Regions from separate parts of the Mus musculus genome. Here all the other regions are linked to region 3. A link is a contact called in public HiChIP or PLAC-seq and promoter capture Hi-C data. All regions are on one chromosome and are shown on one strand. The core of a region is the stretch at or near the end of the contact, and the rest is flanking DNA. Distances in the headings are between cores, read along the strand shown. Region 1 holds the start of Dvl3 (dishevelled segment polarity protein 3). Region 2 holds the start of Vwa5b2 (von Willebrand factor A domain containing 5B2). Region 3 holds the start of Ephb3 (Eph receptor B3). Region 4 holds the start of Parl (presenilin associated, rhomboid-like). Region 5 holds the start of Liph (lipase, member H).

What was found. Promoter capture Hi-C pulls out the DNA fragments that hold promoters and counts their contacts. HiChIP or PLAC-seq counts read pairs in DNA pulled down with a chosen protein or histone mark.
Region 1: a contact with region 3 is called in an H3K27ac HiChIP or PLAC-seq map of extraembryonic endoderm stem cells, with 2.8 times the contacts expected there. The contact joins the promoter of Dvl3 here to the promoter of Ephb3 in region 3. A contact is called at or near these places in 6 of 39 promoter capture datasets (the 3T3-L1 cell line, frontonasal cranial neural crest, hippocampal neurons and 3 more), 1 of 15 datasets of contacts at CTCF or cohesin (embryonic stem cells), 14 of 484 Hi-C or Micro-C datasets (the Ba/F3 cell line, cardiomyocytes, cortical neurons and 5 more), 6 of 115 datasets of contacts at active chromatin or transcription factors (embryonic forebrain, embryonic stem cells, epiblast stem cells and 3 more) and 1 of 9 other capture datasets (embryonic stem cells).
Region 2: a contact with region 3 is called in a promoter capture Hi-C map of neural stem cells. The contact joins the promoter of Vwa5b2 here to the promoter of Ephb3 in region 3.
Region 4: a contact with region 3 is called in a FOXA1 HiChIP or PLAC-seq map of pancreatic cancer cells. The contact joins the promoter of Parl here to the promoter of Ephb3 in region 3. A contact is called at or near these places in 1 of 39 promoter capture datasets (liver) and 1 of 115 datasets of contacts at active chromatin or transcription factors (pancreatic cancer cells).
Region 5: a FOXA1 HiChIP or PLAC-seq map of pancreatic cancer cells shows a contact between it and region 3. The contact joins the promoter of Liph here to the promoter of Ephb3 in region 3. A contact is called at or near these places in 2 of 115 datasets of contacts at active chromatin or transcription factors (embryonic stem cells and pancreatic cancer cells).

Annotation. Positions count from the first base shown.
Region 1 is chr16:20,515,075-20,518,689 of GRCm38.p6, reverse strand. Dvl3 (dishevelled segment polarity protein 3) reads right to left here and starts at 1,704. Exons shown (of 15, transcript NM_007889.3): 1 at 1,335-1,704. The coding sequence starts at 1,495. Gm16618 (predicted gene, 16618) reads left to right here and starts at 910. Exons shown (of 3, transcript NR_167658.1): 1 at 910-1,051.
Region 2 is chr16:20,588,700-20,592,347 of GRCm38.p6, reverse strand. It overlaps Vwa5b2 (von Willebrand factor A domain containing 5B2), which reads right to left and starts at 2,195. Exons shown (of 20, transcript NM_001384105.1): 1 at 1,450-2,195; 2 at 1,048-1,196; 3 at 798-968. The coding sequence starts at 1,186. It overlaps Gm35685 (predicted gene, 35685), which reads left to right and starts at 1,746. Exons shown (of 3, transcript NR_168482.1): 1 at 1,746-2,464; 2 at 3,048-3,090.
Region 3 is chr16:21,202,376-21,206,106 of GRCm38.p6, reverse strand. It overlaps Ephb3 (Eph receptor B3), which reads right to left and starts at 1,312. Exons shown (of 16, transcript NM_010143.1): 1 at 844-1,312. The coding sequence starts at 937.
Region 4 is chr16:20,300,387-20,304,466 of GRCm38.p6, reverse strand. It overlaps Parl (presenilin associated, rhomboid-like), which reads left to right and starts at 2,105. Exons shown (of 10, transcript NM_001005767.4): 1 at 2,105-2,258. The coding sequence starts at 2,140.
Region 5 is chr16:21,994,269-21,997,989 of GRCm38.p6, reverse strand. Liph (lipase, member H) reads left to right here and starts at 2,448. Exons shown (of 10, transcript NM_001083894.1): 1 at 2,448-2,669. The coding sequence starts at 2,621.

The DNA of each region.
Region 1 (3,615 bases), core at 455-2,954, 690 kb after region 3:
TTTGCCTATTCTAGACTAAAGCCAGACAATCATTATCACACAAGAGTCTCATCCCAGGGCAAGAACAGAATCAGTAATAGATCTATTCTCCACTCTCCAACACACACACACACAAACACTTCTAAGAATTCATCGAATGCTGAGTTCCAGGGGTAGAAAATGACAAATAAGTCCGGCAGGAGACAGAAGGTGCTTGCCTCCTGGGGCTGGGAGGGCAGGCCTTGGGAGAGAAGCCAGACTAATGTACACAGGGGGCGGGGGGTTGGGGGTGGTGGTGGGATATCTCCCCTCACCCAGCTCTGGGGCCTCAGCTGCAAGCACAGTGCAGGCCTCAGGCAAGTGCATCAGAGGGACCTTCAGGCCTTGAAGGGCCCAGGGAGGGGTAGGGTGTTTGTGTGTGTGTGTGTTCTCCATAGCCTCTAGGCCGACCGTCCAGTTAATGTAGGCAAGCCTCAGCCCCTTGGAGAGGGGTGTGTGTGTGTGTGTGTGTGTGTGTGTGTGTGTGTGTCTTCCCCCTCCACCCCCCTCTCAGGCCAGCTGCTACAAAACCCTCAGGCTCCAACATTCCAACCTCTCTTAAAGGGGCAGTCCCAGCTTCCAAACTGCCCATCAAAAGCCCTGCAGCAGGGTAGGGAGGGGAAGACAAGAGAGAACATCAATAGGCCCTTCCTAGTCTTCCCATCCAGGCTCTGAAGCCCTATGCAACATCTCTGCTGGGACTACCATCAGGAAAGAAAAGGCCCCAGCACCTGGCTAGTGAGAACTCCTCTGAGTCAGGCAACACCCCATCGGCCCAGGGGAGAGGGGAATCTGCTTGACAAACATCAGGTCCATCATCCAGCCTGGTAGAACAGCCCCCAACGCCTCCTTCTCCAGTTCAAAGTCCCACCAGCTACAGCCCTAGATACAGCACACTCCAAATAAGGCTCTGAGTTGCAGAGCTCAGAAGACCGGGAAGGCAGGCCGGGTGTCAATATACTCCAACTTTATGCTTAAATGGTGGCACCTGGAAGGACTGAGAATTCTGGCTTTGGACTGGAGTGGAAAGGATGTATGTCTCTGGGGGGGGCCGCTGGACCGTGGGGAGGTGAGGGGGCTTGAATGGTAGGAACCGATTGCTTAGGGAGGGACGTCTCGCTGGACCAGGGGGGCAAGGCCTCCAAGAGGTGACTGGGAGTCCCTCAAAGTCAAGTGTGTCCCAAGTCACCGAGTCGCTCCCTTGCTGGAAGCGGGGCTAGAAACCAGTGCAGTCAGGGGAGTCGGAACTGGCTGTGTTGGCCCCTAGCAGCGGAGCGACCCGGGCTCCCGGGAGGCGGGGCGGGGGCCATCCTCACCCAAAATCGTCGTCCATAGACTTGAAGAAGAACTTATAGCTGGGCCGCTGCAGAACGCCCTTAAAGTCCGCCAAGGTGACGCGCTCGGCGGGCAGGGGCAGCTTCACCAGGTACGGCGTCTCCTGGCCGTCCAGGTGGTAGATGATCTTGGTCTCGCCCATGGCTCCGGCCTCGGCCCCGCGGCGCGCGGCCTGCTTGGGCAGCGGGGCCGGGCCTCTCCGGCAGAGCTCGGCGCTCGGCGCGGCCCGCTGCTCAGCCCCACTCAGCCGCCGGCCGGGCCGCCAGCTCCCTTGTTCTCCGGCCGCTCCCGGGTCCCAGCGCCGCCCGCCACCGCTTCCGCTCCCCACTCCCGGCGCTCCGCTGGCGATCGCGACTCTTCCGGTGGCCTGGGCCCTCCCGGCTCTGGGCCGAGCCCAGTGCGGCCCCGCCCCGCCTCCGAGCCGCGCTGGCTGCTTGCGGCCGACTGCCCGCCCACCCACAGGGCGGCGCTGGGTCCCCTGTGCTCCGGGTTCAGGCAGCTGGACCTGGAAGTCTCAGCCCGGTGGGACTGGCGGAACCGTGTGCAGGGTCCCGGGCAGGAGGGGAGGGATGGAAGAGAAGTGTCACCGACTGCAGAAGAGAATGGATTTGAAGACCTAACTGGATCCCTGGATGCCGGGTGGCTTCAACTCGGATTTTTGGATTCTGCTGACAGCACAGTTGCTGCCACCGGACCGTACTGAGTTCCTTGAGGGCTGAGCAAGTTCAAGTTTTTATCCCTATAATCTCAGCGTCTCTATGAACAAGTAGTTTGAGAAATGGACTGAGTGGGTGTGGTAGCGCTTACCTTTAATTCCAGCACTCAGGAGAGAGAGGCAGGTGTCTTTCAGTGAGTTTAAGCCAGCCTGGCCTACAGAGAGCTTCAGGACAGCAGGACTATGGAGGGAACTCCTCTCTTAGAGAGAGGGAGAAATACAGAGAAGAAAAAGAAAGAAAGAAAGAAAGGAAAAGAAGAGGAAAAAAAGGACAAAAGAAAGAGAAAAGAAAAAATTTGAGTTAAGAAAGAATGCAAGCAGCCAGGTGTGGTGGAACATTACTTTAGTCCAAACACTGGATAGGTAGGCAAATCTCTGAGTTGGAGGCCAGCCAGTCTACAGAGCAAGTTCCAGAACAGCCAGGGCTAAACAGAGAAACCCTGTATGATTGGGACAGTAGATGTCAAAACTACCTATAGTCAGTTGGTGGTTCAGCTTCTCAGCTGTAACAATGTATGTCAGGTGTGGCTTTGAAACTCCTGACAATTCTCCTGCCTCAAGCTTCTGAGTTCTCTCTCTGATTACATGCCTGCATTTCAGTCACCTCTTCTGCCCAGAAACCTCTTCACATTACCCAATATGACTTTCATATACCCTCAACATGACACACAAGGCCCTTAATAATCTGACATCTATATACCTCTCTAGACTTTTTCTCATTACATCATAACCAATTTTTTTATTATAAGCAGAAAGCATTCAGTAGCAGTTACATGTTTTCAGTTTATATCCTTCATTTAATCTTTTTCTCCAAATAATGTCTGTGCATAAATAAAATGCATTAAAACTTTTCAAGGTTTGTTTTTACCCCCTGCACAGATTATAGGTATCTGAGATGACCAGGAGAGGGTGTCAGTCTCTTGGAATTAGAGTCACAGGAGCTGGAGAGAGAACTAAGTGGTTAAGACCTCTTCCAGAGGTCCTGAGTTCAATTCCCAGCAACCACATGGTGGCTAACAACCATCTGTAATGGGATCTAATGCCCTCTTCTGGTATGTCTGAAGACAGTGATGTCTGAAGACAGTGACAATATATATCTTAAAAAAAAAAGTTTCGGGAAGCTGTGATCCACCTGCTGAGATGCCAGACACTAAACTCTGTAGGAACAGCAAGCCCTCTTAACTGTTGAGCTGTTTCTCCCGCCCTAATATTAAAAACAGAGTCCAGGATGACCCTGAATTTTCTACTCTCCTGCCTGTACACTCCTGGAGTGGCTGGGGTTACAGGCATGTGATGCCTGGCTTATTTCTTGATTTACACATTCTAGACATTGCCCATTAACTTCCCACTTTTACTTTCTTAAAATATTGAAGCCATGATTGTTAAGTCGAGAGTACTTAACACTGACAGTAAAAGTACTGCTAAGCTTGGTATATTACTTGTTTCTTTTGCTTTTTTTTTTTTTTTCTCTTGGTTTGTTTGTATTTTATTTTTGGTTTTTCAAGACAGTGTTTCTCTGTGTAGCCCTGGCTGTCTTAGAACTCACT
Region 2 (3,648 bases), core at 946-3,445, 610 kb after region 3:
AATAAACAAATAAATAGGATGCAAACCACAGAGCACAGCACAGGGGTGGATTTCCATGCCCTCCAGTACTCACTGGATCCCTTTGTCCCAGGTTCTATGTTAAATGACCTAGAAATGACCAAAGTACAGCCCCAAGCTCAGGAGGCAATGTTTCGGGAGAGATAGACAAGCAGGTACAGTGACATTTATTCTCCCTCTTAAGTGCTCTGACTGGGGAACAAGGGGGGAGCACAGTCAATTATTCGTGGAGGATAAGGGAGAATTCCATAAGGAGAAAGCATTTGAGTAACTCTCAGAGAACAAGCACAAACACATTAGTTAGAGCCAGCGGATGGTAGAGCTGAGCAGTATAAATTGAGCTTTAGCTAGGAGTGAGAACCTGGGCTGTTAGACAGGACAGTGGATTTGATTCTGGAGCTAGTCCGTTCATAGGTTCACCGGAACTCATGTGTGTAGTCTAAGAGGCAAGGGACTGAGGAGGAGATAGCCTGCCTCAACCTAAAGAGACTATGGCTACCTGAACAGTAGAGGTCTTTGGTACCCTGTAAGCTACTTTGTGCCTATTGTGTCTGCCTGGCTGCGAAGGACAGACTCAGCCTGGGCCACATTCTTTCAGTACCAGGTTCAGGTTAGATGCCCAGTCCATGACTGCTGGATAAAGGGGTAACCAATGGATGGAAAATAAAATCAGCGTCTGGAAGAAGAAAGGAGGCTGGCGATGTTAGCGGAGGCACGAGGGTGCAAGAACCTGAGCTGGCATTCGAGGGCGCGGGCTCGGGCTCGGGCTCGGAGCTTACCCTGTGCGCAGCGGCGGGGTGTAGAGGTCCCTAGTCCCGGGCCCAGAGCGCGACAGCAGGCGGCCTGTGATCGGCGCCGGCTATGCAACTGGAAGGAGACGCGCCGTCCGGCCGCCTCGGCCTCGAAGCCAGATACCACCTCCGCCTCAGCCAGAGGGTACACGAACACGCCTGCGAGCAGGAACAGGCAGACCTGCTCTCGAACCCCACCTGGCATTTGCTACCTCCCCGCGCCCGCACCAGGTCTCACCTTCCACCGGCTGGGGCTGTGGGTTGTGGTAGGTAAGCCGGGCACGCAGGCTGAGGCAGGGTCCCTTGGCATAGGCCCGGACGCAGGAGTCGGTGAGCGGCAGCGGCGTCCAGCTGGTGGGGCAGTACAGGCCAGGCATGGTGCCCACCCTGCGTGAACAGGGGCTGGATGAGGGGCACCTCGCTCCAGCGTCATGAAAACTAGCTATGCCACCTGACCCTATCGGGTACCTGGGGACCTGGGGATGAAAGCTTGCAGAGGGAGCAAGGCTGAGTCGGGAGACCCCCCCACCCCCACCCCCACCCCCAAGCCGCAGCGTCCAAGCAGACAGGTGGCGGGGCAGATAACAAGAGGGGTGTGTGTGTGTGCAAGGATGGAAAGATGGGCATCCTCGCCCGTTACCTGGGTAGCAGGAGCAGGGAACAGCTCTCCGCAATGGGGGAATGGAGGGTTAATGGTTAACCCTCCAGTCCAGGCGTCCTCCAGTCCCGCTGCGGGTTGCGAGCCGGGGGCTTGGGGGGTGGTGCCCACAGCTGTTCCTGCACCTTCTCGGGGCCTCACCACCGCCCCCGTACCTGCCCCCTGCCTCCTGGCTCTCCACGGTTGCCAGCTGTCGGAAGTGGTGCTTCTGGAGAGATGGAAGATACTCTGGGTGGAAAGCAAAGGTTTAAAGGGCCAGCATTGCCCTAGGCGCCCCTAGCTCACAAGGGTCCCCAGGGACAGGGTGAGGTCGGGAGCTGAAAAGGCTGCAGTCTTTATCTCTCCTTGCCTTTCGTGACTGGAGTACTGAGAGAGGCTGTAGACCGTCTTGAAAGGTTGCAGTAGGAAGAACTAGAAAGGGACGGGAAAATGCGTCTCGGGAAGTCAGATGTGCAGAGGTGTCGCGGCAGCGGGAGTCCATGTCATCTGATCTAGAGCGGCTCTCCCCGCCCAGGCTGGCCTGAGACTAGGTAGCCACAGGGGATGCTACAGGGTGGGTCTTGGGATCGCCCCCTCCCTTTGGGCAGCCCAAGCCTCACCGTCACTTCTTGGTGGAGTTGTGGGGCGTCGCGACCAGACAAGAGTGGGTGATGCTTCCTCTGATGTCCAGACTGCCCCTTGTTCCTGCACCTGCGCGATCCACCTCGGAACTACCACTGAGATCCTGTGAGTCGGGAGAGGGGCGCCAGCCGGGCTGCTGGCTGGTAGTCCCGCCCGGGTTCCAAGAGGCCGCCCCTCCAGCCCGCCTCTGCCCCGCCCGCCACTGCGGAGGGGGCTGCGGCTCAGTTCCTTCGGGCACCGCACCGCCTCCGCGCGTCAGCTCAGGCCGGCAGAGCCAGGCAAGAGACCGCAGTGCAGAGAGCCAGTACCCCAGCCACTGCACGACCCCCACCAACGGCACAGTGAAGCTGAGCGCCCCCTCTCCATCCTTCTGGAGGTAAGGAGTTTCGTGAGCAAAACAGGGCGGCCGAGTCTGCAAACACATCCCCCCCTCTTCCCAACACTGCAGTGGCCCACCCACCACCACCCCGCCCTGGGTGGACTCCCGCTCACTGCAGTGACCCTCCCTCATCACCGCATCGGAAACCATTTAGGCCTCGCCCCCCACAAGAAGCAAATAGGTTATTGCAGAAACCTCCCCTTTCGCGGCATGTGCCTTCGTTTGTGTGCTCACCAAAGCGGTTGCCCTCAATCCAGTCTCCCCATCACTGCAGCGGCGTTCCCACCCGGAAGCACCCTGGGCTCCTTCACTGCAGTGTTGTTATACCCTTCCTTTTCTGGGAGTGGGGAGGATGCGCAGGACGGCTTCCTTGCACGAGGGCCTCCAGAGTAAAGCCTTCTAGCTTTCCCAAGGGTGCGGGGCTGCTCCTGTCACAGCAGTGGTCCCCGCCTCCCATTCGTCAGCCTAGCACCTAAGGTGGGGGCATTCTTGCTCAGAAAAACAGGCTCCTTGAAATTGGCAGGATTTTCGCGTGTTTCTCACTGCAAAACATTAGGAAGATCTGTAAAATCTCCTCTAGGATCTTGAGGGAAGAGTCTGGGAACCCCGGGAAGTGAGCGAAGGTAAGTATATTTGGGGTCACCCTTACAAGCACTCCTAAAGATGCCCTATTCCAATTCTGCAAAAAGAAGTTAAGGAGTGCTGTAGGTGGGAGCAGTCAGAACTGTGAGATTGAGGTAAGAGAGTTTTTGTTTGTTTTACATATAGACACCCAATAACTCACACCATTTGTTAAAATTACTATTTGGAGCCATGCAGTGGTGGTGCAGGAGAACTACACAGAGTTGGAAAAAAGCAAAACAAACAAATACAAACACACACACACACACACACACACACATACACACACACAATTAGGGATGGCTCAGTGGGTAAGGGTAAAAAGCACTTTGCTGACAAACCTGATAACCAGAGTTTAATTCCTGGGATCCACGTGGTGGAAAGAGAGTATTGACTCTCACAGGTACACGTGTGCTTTGCCTACATGAATGCACATAAATGACATGCACACCTGCTGAAAGACACCAGAAGAGGACAGCAGATGCCTTGGAACTGGAATTTGGGTGGTTGTAAGTTACAATGGAGGTGCTGGGAACCCTGGTTCTTTGCAAGAACAAGTG
Region 3 (3,731 bases), core at 63-2,562:
CTCTAGACTGTGTTAGTGACCTGTGCCGGTGTTCCCTGTGGGTTCATGTCAAGTGGCGTAAGTGTGAGCTCTCTTGTCTGGGCCAGCCACACTCGGGCTGTTTGTTTGTCCAAGTTCAATTTCTTCCCAGTAGCAGTCTTAGTAGGTTTCACTGAGCCCACAGACAAGGCTGACCTTTTCCCGCCGCTGATGACTAGTAGCCACTCGGCTCAGGTGCTCCCCGGGTAAATCCCTGTTGGTGAGGGTTCAATGGAAACCTAAGCCCTCCAAAGGTCCTGCTGGAGGTGGGGGTGGGGTGGGTCCGAGAAGGTTTACAACAGACACACACACACCTCTTGTGTTGCTGGCACTTGAAAAACCATAAACAATGACAGGCCCCCCTGCCTCTCCACCCCCGCAGCCATCCCCTGACAAAGCGGGGTGCACACAATCACGCTTACTGTTAACTACAACGGGTTCCCAACCAGTGCAGCCCCCAACCCGAGGAGCTTCGCTTCACCCGCCCAAGCGCCCAGTCCCGCAGCCCCCCCGCCTTGATGCTGAGTCGCCCACATTTCCTCGCCTTCCAGAGGTGCGAACCCCCGAGGGTCTCGTTCCTCTGCTTTGACTGTAGGCTATCCCTTCCAAATGGAAAGAAGAAAAAAAAAAAAACCCGAAAAACAAAAAACAACCCACGGCCGAACTGCTGCTTTCGGGAGTCGGTGCTGAGTCCTGATGCTAGCAGTTTCCCCAAAGAGGGCTGCGGAGCCGGCTCGAGCCTAGAGTCTCCTTGGACGTGTGCTCAGCCCACGGCCCCACACTGCGGGGCTCCCCGGTAGCGCGCGGGACCCCGACGCCGCTCACCTTCCAGCGCCCAGCAGCCGGCGGGAAGCAGCAGCGGCAGCAGCAGCGGAGCGAGCAGCGGCAGAAGCCCCGGCGGCGGGCGGGCTCCGGCCATAGCCCGGGGCGCTCGGTTGGGGGGCCGAGCCGGGCCGCGCCGGCGGGGCTGGGGACGCCCGAGGAAGAAGGCTCGCGCACAGTCCAAGAGATCCCGTCAGGGAGGGGGAGCAAAGCAGACGGGCTGCTCTGTAACCGAGGTGTCGCCCAACCCGGGACTCCGGGTAGATGCCGGCAGGTCGTTCCCGCGGGAATCTGGACGGACCGGTCCAGGAGGATCCGGGGCGCTGGGTGGCTTGATGCCCAATGACTCGGGAAGCGGAGGGCGCAGGTGGTCGCAGGTTCTCGGGGCACAGTCCACTGAGGCCGAGCTCAGATCCCGGGATCCTTGTGCGCTCGCCGTCCGGGGTAGGAGCCGGTATCTGGCTGCGCCGCTCACGTACTCACTTCTGCTGGTCCTCGCGGTGGAGCGGCCGCTCTGGGCGAGAGGGGCAGGGCTACCTGCCTGCCCGTCAACACTCAGGCCACGCCCCCAGAGGCCGGCCGCCCACTCACAGACCGCCCAGCCAGCTGGTTCTGCTGCGAGAGCACTCTGCTGGAGTTCAGTTGGCCGCTCTTCCACCGAGCCCACCCTCGGCGTCCTGGGGCTTGCAGCAGGAGGAGCCATTGAAAAGATGAATTAGACTGGGCGGAGCCACACTGTCAGTCAATCGGGTAACCCCGCCCCTCTCTCCTATTGGCGATTAGTAACCAGCTCCAGTCCTAGACGGTGATAACCAGATAGAACGAGCTGGGGGCGCCCCCCTGTGGTTAGCAGACCCATGGGATTCTGTCAAGAGGCTTTTTTTCTTCCAAGCACATCCAGACCCAGGACAGGCCTTAGCGAGTAGGGAAAGGAATGTGGGGCGTGGGAATTACCCACCCCGGCAGAGCCCGCTTCAAGGGACGCTCAAGGGTTTATTTATTCGTCTATTCGATTGTGATAATTTATTAGAAAATATTTTTTGGGCACCCACAATGTTTCAAAGTGGCTAGAGCAGAGAAGCGTTTATTATCCCGGAGCCATGTGTTAACTGGTGGAGGTGGGTTTAAAACTCACAGCGGGGCTAACAAGCATTCCTGCCGGGAAAGAACCTACCTTTTCGAAGCACAATGTTAGGTCTAAGGAAACGGGATCTAAGTGACAGTATACAAGATGGATGAGTAATAGTGTATTGAGGATGGGAGGCAGTGCTCCGGGCAGAGAACATACACTTTTGTGTTAAGACCTAGAATCGAAGAAAAAAAATGTTCAGAATAAAGTTCAGAATCGCTTGAGTGCAGAGTTAGAGCGGAGAGAGGGTGAACCGGCTGAGGAGAAGTAGATGAGGAGGGGCCCGGAGGATACGATTTTGGACTCACAATGTAGCCTTTCTCTTGAAACAGGGGGACATTACATTATCAGATTGGCATGTCTGTCCTGGGAGGATGACAGGCAGAGACAGTGGTGGAATCCTGGGGGCTAGTGAAGGGGCCATGTAGTGGAAGGGAGGGTGGTGGCTTAGACCATGACTAGAAGGAAGAGCCAACAAGTTAAGTTTGAAGTGTATTTGTGCCTAGGTGAATGAGAGAGGTGCCGGGGTCGGAAACATCAAAGAGAGCCTCTAGGTTACTGTGATGGACTTCTGCCGGTTCACTTTTAGAACATTTACAAGGTGTAATAAACACCCTGAAACAATACCTCACACTTATTCAGGGTAGGTGTTATTATAGCCTCATTTTACAGACAAAACTGAAGAAAGAAAGTAAAAGAAAATACATAGACAAACTGGCGTGTACAAAGGCTTGGCAGCTTGCCCCAAGTTACAGGAGCTGAACCCAGGACAGTGTAGTTACAGACACTCTGCTTTATTAAAGAACTAAGGAGCACCTTAGCATGTGTTCAGAACCTCAAGCTGTCCCTTCCCACCTCACATGCTAGGATTCAGAGTATCTGCAATGTGGAGCTCAGGATTCTGTATTCTAACAAGTAGGTGGTTCTGATGTGTACTGAATTCTAAAGTCGTGACCACCATGCATCCTCTCATGGGCCTAAGGGGTGACCATCACTCCATGGTCCCTCAGAGCCTTCCGTACCTCCCCCCATGGTTTCTGGGCCAAAGAAGGAGAGTTGAGTTAGAGATGGGCTCAGAAACACGATAGACAGACTGACTTGTCCCTCTGATCAGGAAGCACCCTTAAGACTCCAGTTCAGACAAACCAAAGCAGGGTGGGGTAAGGTCATGGGTCCAGAGCCTAAGGGTATTGCTTTGAAAGAGCTTTGTCTCTCTGGGCAAGGCTGAGGTGGGTGTGGATGCATGAAGCTGGGGTGGGGGTTGCCTTATTCAGAGGCTCTGACCTATTGAGTTCTAAAAGCTTACAGAAAGCTCTAGTCCACCGGAGGTATCTTAGAAACCGTCATATCCAGTTCTCAGTTGTGGGACTGGAGATCCCAAGATGGAGAGCAGGGACTGCTTGCCCTATAGCCCTGGAGATCTGGTTGATGTTGACCATTGTGATTTTTAGCAGGTGGCCTGGGGGTAACACATCCCAATTAAAGCCTTGCTTATTGTAAGGCAGATCTGTGAGGCTGGCACTCCTGTTTACTCAACATCTGTGCCAGGCTTGGCCTCACCCTAGACAAACAGCCCACCAGGCGGCAGGCACCAAGCTCCTTTGTTCTTGGGTATGATAGCAAAAGCAGGTAATGGGGGCCTGTCCTCACCGGATGTTGGCACCATGGTTCCCACGGGAATGCTTCCTGACCTTAGATGTTGACAGACTGGAAAGCATCAAAGTTCTGATGGCAGCAGCAGCCAGTGGCAAAGGCTGATGAG
Region 4 (4,080 bases), core at 856-3,355, 900 kb after region 3:
TGTGTGTGTGTGTGTGTGTGTGTGTTCAGGAACCAGAAGAGGGCATGAATCATTTGGAGCTAGAATTTCAGGAAGTTGTGAGTTACCTAACATGAGTGTTGGGAATTAAACTGGGGGCTTCTGGAAATGAAATCTTCTTAATCCACCAGTTGTTCCTCCAGCCTCCATTAGAAACAAAACAAAACAAAACAACCCTTAACTAAGAAAAAAAGCCTTTACTCCCAGCACTTGGGAGGCAGATGCAGGTGGTTCTCTGTGAGATGAAGGCCAGCCTGCTCTATAGAGTGAGTTCTAGGTCAGCCTGGGCTACACAAGCAAAACCTTGTCTCAAGAAACAAACAAACAAACAAACCCCCAAACCTAAAAGAAAAAAAACCACAAAACACTGGTAGCACGTCATGAATGAGAAGAAAAAAAAAAAAAGAAAGCAAGTGGCTGGACTAGGTTGATAGAGAAAAACTAAAGGAGGGAAATTAAATAGGAGGGCAACAGGGACAAGGTGGGTAGTGAAGTCGTGGCTAAAGGTAGAGTGGAGGGAGGGAGGTAAAGCAATGCAGCAAATAGCCTAAAACAAGCCAAATTCTGCAGACTCTGCACAGACCCTGAGAGTCAGGCGGCCAGCCTGTGATGTCTGGGGAGTGAGAAGAGGGGTGGAGATATATATGACGGACACAGGCTGGCCCACACTGGTTCTGGTTTCAGTTGGCTCAGTCCATCCATCTTTATGTTGGCCCATTTGGCCTACACTGACTTTGAAAACATGGACAATAAGAAACAATTGTGTATTTAATCTGTGAATGAAAACATAGAGTCACACAAAGTGGGTATCCCTTAACAACCAAACTCCTCTGCATCCCATATCTAGAAGCTACAAACAATGACTGGGGTCCCTTAAGCATCTCCACTGGTGCTGCTACCCACAGTTATGCAGTGTGTTCTGACTCTTTCTGAATAAGGGTCGCTCCCCATGTTCTTCATTCTCGAAGCCTGGAAACACTCAGCCCAGACCTTTACCACCAGTAACAGAAGAGTTTCTAAGGGACCCCCACCCCCACCCATTCTCCTTTTCCCTCTTGAAATAAATGAGATGACAGAGTAGTCCTGGAGGTGCTTCTGATAGACTCCAATCTAATAATATAAACCAAGGGCCATAAAATTGCAGAGGGAGTTAAAAAGTCTCTTTTACTATAAGTGAGGTTTGTTGTGAGTTCTAGAAAATTGCGGATTTATAGTTAGGAAAGGAAACATGCCATGCTTAGGCATTACACATGATTCCCTGCTACTGTAACATTCTTATTTGAAACATTCCTGTAGAAAGGGAACATTGTTCTCAAAGCAAATGTTAATTGTGCTGGGATACTTGACTCTCAGTTGTCTAGAGATCAACCAGACTCAGGTGTAGGAGACCCTCTCCCTTCCCTTGCTTCTTCAACTGAAACACTTGGGGCTCTGTCTTTGGCTATCAAACTTCAGTAATGGAACCACCCCAGAAATCTCATGCTGGAAGGAAAAAGCCTGAGTTTCTGGGGGCAGCCAGTAACTACAGAAGGATTTGCAACTTGTCAAGGGGGCAGGCTTGGAGAAGGAGGCTGGATCAGGGGTCGGGGGTGACGGGTGAAGGGTGATTGGTGAGGGGACACAATTTCCTTATACTGCACACTTCTTGCCTTCCATTTAAACCTTATCTTTATGTTAGACCTGGAAGATGAACGTGGGGAGTCATTGAATTTCATCCTCTCAGTGTGGTCCCATTTAATAAATCGTTTTCTGCTTTTCACAATCAGACAGATGTCCAAGCCTGGCGAGTTAAGGTTGCCACTGTACAGGGCCATTTCCCTTTTCTGAGACTATAAAGCACAGTGAAACGGTGTCTTGTGGTTAAATGTGATAACCTGAGGGTGTCTGATAACACAGCGTTACTCAAAGCCTCAAGTTTTCCCCAGTCACTCTCACCAGAAACTTCCAAGGTGGCGCTGGTCTGAGAAGAGGAAGACCGGAACTGAACGGCCTCCAGGTGGCGCTCTAGACCACTCCTCCGCGCTGTGTGGCTTTTTTTTTTTTTTTTTTTTCTTCGCCCCGGAAGTGATTTCTAGGCCGGGGTTAGAGAGGTCGGGCCATGGTGGGGCAGAGGTTGGGAAGATGGCGTTGCAAGGTTGGGTACAGCGAGGCTGGCGCTGCGGTCCGGCGTGGGCGCCTCCCTTGGGTGGCGGCTACCGGGAGCTCTCTGCGACCCAGGCCCCGCGGCTGCTTGGACGCAGGTAATGGCCGCCGCTTCCAGCTCCCCCGGCTTCCCATGAGCTGGGGTTGCGCGCATCCTCGGGGGATAGGTAGCCGTGTGGGGCTCCCGCTTTCCATTGTTTACGAGGTCTTTGCTAAAGCTGACTCCTCCCTGCCTAGCTTTTCCTTGGTCCTCCTTTCCCTACTGGCTTCTGGGTGCCGAGCCGCGAGAGGTGTCTGGCCGAGCCCGGCCCGGTTCTCCGGACCCGCGGTCTTTCCTAGTAGTTCCGAGGGATGTGATGGAAAGGGGAACTTCTGAGCGTTAATTGCATGTCCGGCTCATATTCTTGAAAGGGCTGTACTGCTGTAGGAAGCACGTGGCCTTTCCGGCCGGCCGGATCTTACATGAAGTGTAATAGAAGAGAAATTCCATAGCAGTTGAATTAATACTGACGTTGAAACTTAGTCCGAAGATGTCAACTTTGCAACTTCTACCTAATTGATGGTACCATACACACCAAGGGGCCTGAGGTCTTTATAAACGTGTGAGCTAGCCAGAGATGAGATTGAGCCTGGCGAAGGCACCACCTGATCTTAAAATTCACCCGAGGTGGGCACAGGTCTGTAATCTCAACTCTCAGTAGTCTGAATCAGGAGGATGGCGAGTTGGAGCCAAGCTGGGAAAGGCTGAATTATAAATAAATAAACAGCACCTGGACTATATGTAGATTCATTTCCCAGGTGCCACCCAAAATCAGAATCTTGGAAAGTGGCGAAAGCGGAAGAACCTGCTCCTCAAGTGAAGCTTATTAACATCTGTGGAAAAGTTGCATATGGTGTAGCTTACTGGCTAACGTTTAAAATCAGGCATTGCTTTTAAACAGCTTGGTGTGGTCAGACTTGCTTGTAAGCAGGGTTAGGCGTTCAAGGCTAGGCTGGGCAGCAGAAGACTGGAAAAAAGAAAGGAAGAAAAAAGTCTTAAACAGGTGGAACTGGGGAGGTGCCTTGGAGGTAACAAGATTTCTGTGATCCTGTTGATTTGCTGTGATAGTTTCGGGAAAAGGCAGCAAAAGAAGTGGACACTTCATCTCTGAGGAACCTCATTGGTAGGGTGCTTGTCTCTAGTAACACCACAAAACTTGTCAAAAGAGTTTAGCCTACCTATCATGGTGGCTCAGGCTAGTAATCCCGGCACTTGGGAGGTGGATTAGGAGTAGGAGCCAGACTGTCAGGCCACCATGGATTACTTGAGGTCCTGTCTAACCCTCCCCTCAGTACATGTGGTATTAAAATTTATATGGAAACTTGGAAACTGACATTCTTAATCTTGTGGTTATGGGAGAATGCATTAGATGAGAATGTGGGTGAACCTGAAGTGGCTTTGCTCTTGTCTCCACATGTATGAACTTAATAGGGAATGGGAGTTGCTCGCTTTGTAATCACTAGTCTGTTTTGAGCCACTGTGGTTCTAAATTAGCATGAAGAATGAGCCAGGCCTTGTGGCTCTAAAGAGGTCCCAACGTTTGCATTTTATAAACACTTTATGTGGTGATACAAAGGCAAAGGTGATACAAACACAAGGTCCTCAGGCACCTGCCAGCCCACACACGGTTCTCCCTTTACAGGAGTTATAAGATTTTATGATATGGTTAAGTTTAGGTTGCTGCACTCCTGTCCTTCAGGATTCTTGTCTAGCAAGAGAAATCAATAGTACTGGGTTACAAGTTTAGTTCTGTATAATGAATGCATTCTGATGATGATCATTTGGTTTAGTTCAGTGGGAACTGATCACTTTATTTATTAGACCTACTTTGGCTACTTTAAACTCTTCCTGGGCTTCGTGAGCTCTTAGCTCAGCACTCA
Region 5 (3,721 bases), core at 1,199-3,698, 790 kb before region 3:
GAGGACAATAGTGACATTTGTGAATTATCCCTTAATAGGGCCATAGGAATTGAGAGCTTCTTGATCAGCTGGTGGAGAAAAAGATGGGGGCTTCCTCAGAATTCCTTTAAATTAATGCTCTTTCAGTGACTGTAAGAGTTGACCCATTTTTGTAAGTTTTAAAAACACATTTTACTTTGAAATAATTATTGGTTGGCAAGACATTTCAAAAGCAGTAGAAGGTCCTTGTGTGTACACACCCAGTTTCCCATCAGCGCAACATCTTATGAAAGTAGTAACATTCTACCAAAACCAGAAAATAGTAGACATTGGTACAACCCAGAGACTCTGTCAGCACCACATGTGCACGTGTGTGTCTCTGTGTGTGTTTCTCTGTAATCTCACTGCATGGATTTGTATGGATACCACCCAATTAAAGTACAGAAGTATTCCTCCATTGAAGGATCCCTTGCAGGGCTGGGGAGGCAGGCAGCCTGGTGGTAGAGCACCTGCTTAGCCCAAGGTCCTGGATCCCATCTCCACCCACTAAACAGATAAGAGTCCTGTGCTGACTCACATCTACACTCCTCTTCTCCCCCACCTTTGGAGGGTTTTGTTTTCCTATTGCACAGTTGGTACTTGTTATTACACTGTCAATATTTCTTACTCCTCTAAAGGAGAAAGAATGGATTCCTCCATTGCTTCTCTGCTGCATTTAATGCTGGAATGAAAACTGAGCACCCAGCCATGAGGTTAGGGGAACTTCTGTGCTCTAACCATTAATAACATCTAGAAGACCACCCTGCAGAGTGACCCTTATTCCTGTAACTGAGGATCGGATAGTTTCGCCCCTAAAGTACATTGGCTAGGTCCAGATAAGCACTTTAGACTGATGGGAACTCAACAAATACTTATCAGGTGGGTACACTGACCCAGCAGGGAGCGGCACATTCCAGGGCAGGTTCATTAAAGAGACAGAACAACTCTCTGTCCTCCAGAGCCCTTGTTTTCAAAGGAGCAAGGCTTAGAGCAAGTGCAAAGCAGAAAAGCGGGTTGAGTTGGGTTTCCTGTTTACAGTTCCTTAATTCATTTCCCGACAGGACAGAAAAGCAAAGCCCACTACAGTTCTCAAAAGGTCTAGGAGGCCCTCATTCCTCAAGTTCCTCCTGAAGCCCCCTTCTCAGGTTTTCTTTGTTTTGTTTTGGTTTGGTTTTTCAAGACACCGGGTTTCTCTCTATAGCCCTGGCTGTCCTGGAACTCACTTTGTAGACCAGGCTGGCCTCCCACCACTGCCCGGCTCCCCTTCTCTGTTCTATAGCAAGTCTTCAGAGGGGTGGGGACAGTGTCAGCTGTGTGACCTGGAAGATAGTACCTGGAGTTAGCAAGAGGCAGGAGCAATTACTTTGGCAGCAGGCATAGTGTTGAAGACTTGAGCTCACATACCTCATTTAGTCTGCATAACCCCGTGAGTCAAGAGATCTTATCTTCATTTCATGATTGAGAAAGTTGAGACACACAGAACATAAATGTTTTATTTATTGAGGCCACATACCTCTGTCAAGAAGCACTTGACACAGGCACCTCGACAATGCTAAATGACTAATGGCTTATGCCTGATGTTTGAGTGAAAATGTGGGGTTTTTTTGTTGTTAGGTTTTGTCCTTACTATTTTTAAGGTTTTCAAATACCCAGAAACTTATGATTAGGGGAATTTTCACTACAAAGAGGGTTACATCACTTTGCAGTGTATCCTGTCATTAGTGACCTGCCTTTCCATCTAGGCTAGGTACACTCTTTACTGCCAAAGTACCCTCACCCACAATAACCTCACAGAGCAGAAGGATTGGTTACTTCTAGTGTAGGCCTTAGAAAGGTTGGAAAGATGTAGATGTGTTCTTCCCCTTTAAGACGACAACTGGATGGGTGAGATTGCACAGCGGGTAAAGGTGCTTGTCCCCAGGCCTGACCCCAAGACTATGCAACGGAAGGACAGGGACTGCAACCCACACTCACCTGCCACACTCAGTAAATAAAATGCAAAAATAAAAACTCAGTTATGAGGGAGACCAGGACTCTGGATGAGAAGTAAGCAAGCTAAGTACAACTCTGAAGCATAGAGAGATTCGTAAATTAGGCTGTATAGCTGAACTCAATGAAATGTTTTTAATAAAAGTCTAAAGACAGCTCTGTGGAGACCTTGGAGTTAACATGAACGTGGCTTTGTATACATAGTGGCGATAGGAGAATACTGACCCGGATTTGTCATCCGGGATTCATTCATAAAGGAAAAGGATTCCAAATGAGGTTGATTTCAACACACCAAGCCAAACAGCTAGGAAACCGCCCACGAAGAAGGAAACCTTTTACTCGGCATCCTTCAAATGCAAATGACACATTAACATATGCACCAATTGTGCAAGCAGAAAGTCCCAGACCTTTTATTGCAAAGAGGAGGAGCCAAAGATCCTGACAGGACTAACAGGGCCACAGAGCCTCCCTCGGGGACTTCCTGTTGTCACGGACTCACTCGCTTCGAGAAAGCCAGACTTCAGGGTGGGACGCGGGAACGCGGGAACGCCAGGCTCTGTGCGGAGTGCGACACGTCCTCGTGTTTGGGGCACATGATCTCTTGAGGTTCCCTATGCTGAGGCTATGTTTTTTCATCAGTTTCATGTGCTTGGTGAAATCAGGTAGGTCATTTAGCCAATGTCTTTAAGAAGTATTAGTGGACGTCAAAGTTCTATGTGAGCATATTTGAGGCCAGGAGCTATGGGTAAAATGAGCTTCCTTATGGTGATTTTTTTTTTTCCCTCTCAACCATAGATCAAACCCTTATCTCTTGAGTTAACTTGAAAAGGCTAAGGGTAGTATTAATTTTTTCTTAGTTAAATTGTGTCTTCTGACCTACATAAAATTAAATAACTTATTTTTTGAAACTGTAAAAATTTATTTTGTGATGTTTACGTAGAGAAGTCTCTCTCTCTCTCTCTCTCTCTCTCTCTCTCTCTCTTTCTCTCTCTCCCTCTTTTTTTGTTTTTTCGAGACAGGGTTTCTCTGTGTAGCCTTGGCTGTCCTGGAACTCACTCTGTAGACCAGGCTGGCCTCGAACTCATTTTCTCTTTTTTTGTTTTATATTTTTTTGCAATGGTAAATTTGTATACTTTCGTGTATTTATTTAGGTGTATTTAAACCACTGTTACAAAAATAATAATTTCATATAAATAAATTCCTTATAATAGTATGTGATATATTTATATCTTAAAAATTATTAATTGCCAGGCCATGGATGTAGTTCAGTCATAGAATATATGCCTAGTATGTATAACATTCTGGGTTCAATTTCTAATACAAGGAAAGATAATAAAATCAAAATGAAAATATGAATCTCCGTGTTGAGATAGCAAACCTGAAGGGAAATGTACTTCTCAGTCCTTCCTGGAACCCACTTCCGTCTCACACAAAGCTTGTGACTGTGAATTCTGACATAAGTTGTATTTGTTTAAGACAGGGTTTCTCTGTGTAGCCCTGGCTGCCCAGAACTTACAGTGTAAACCAGGCCAGTCTTGAACTCACTGGGGTAAAGGTGTTCACCACTACACCCAGCCTTGAAATAACTGTTTAAAGGGCAGGGGGCAGATATCAGACCTGCAGACCACTCATGCTCCACAGCTTCTAAAAATGGCACACGCTGTTTGCTCTACGGAAGTAACCTTAGGTGGAGGCAGCGCAGATGGTGCTAGGT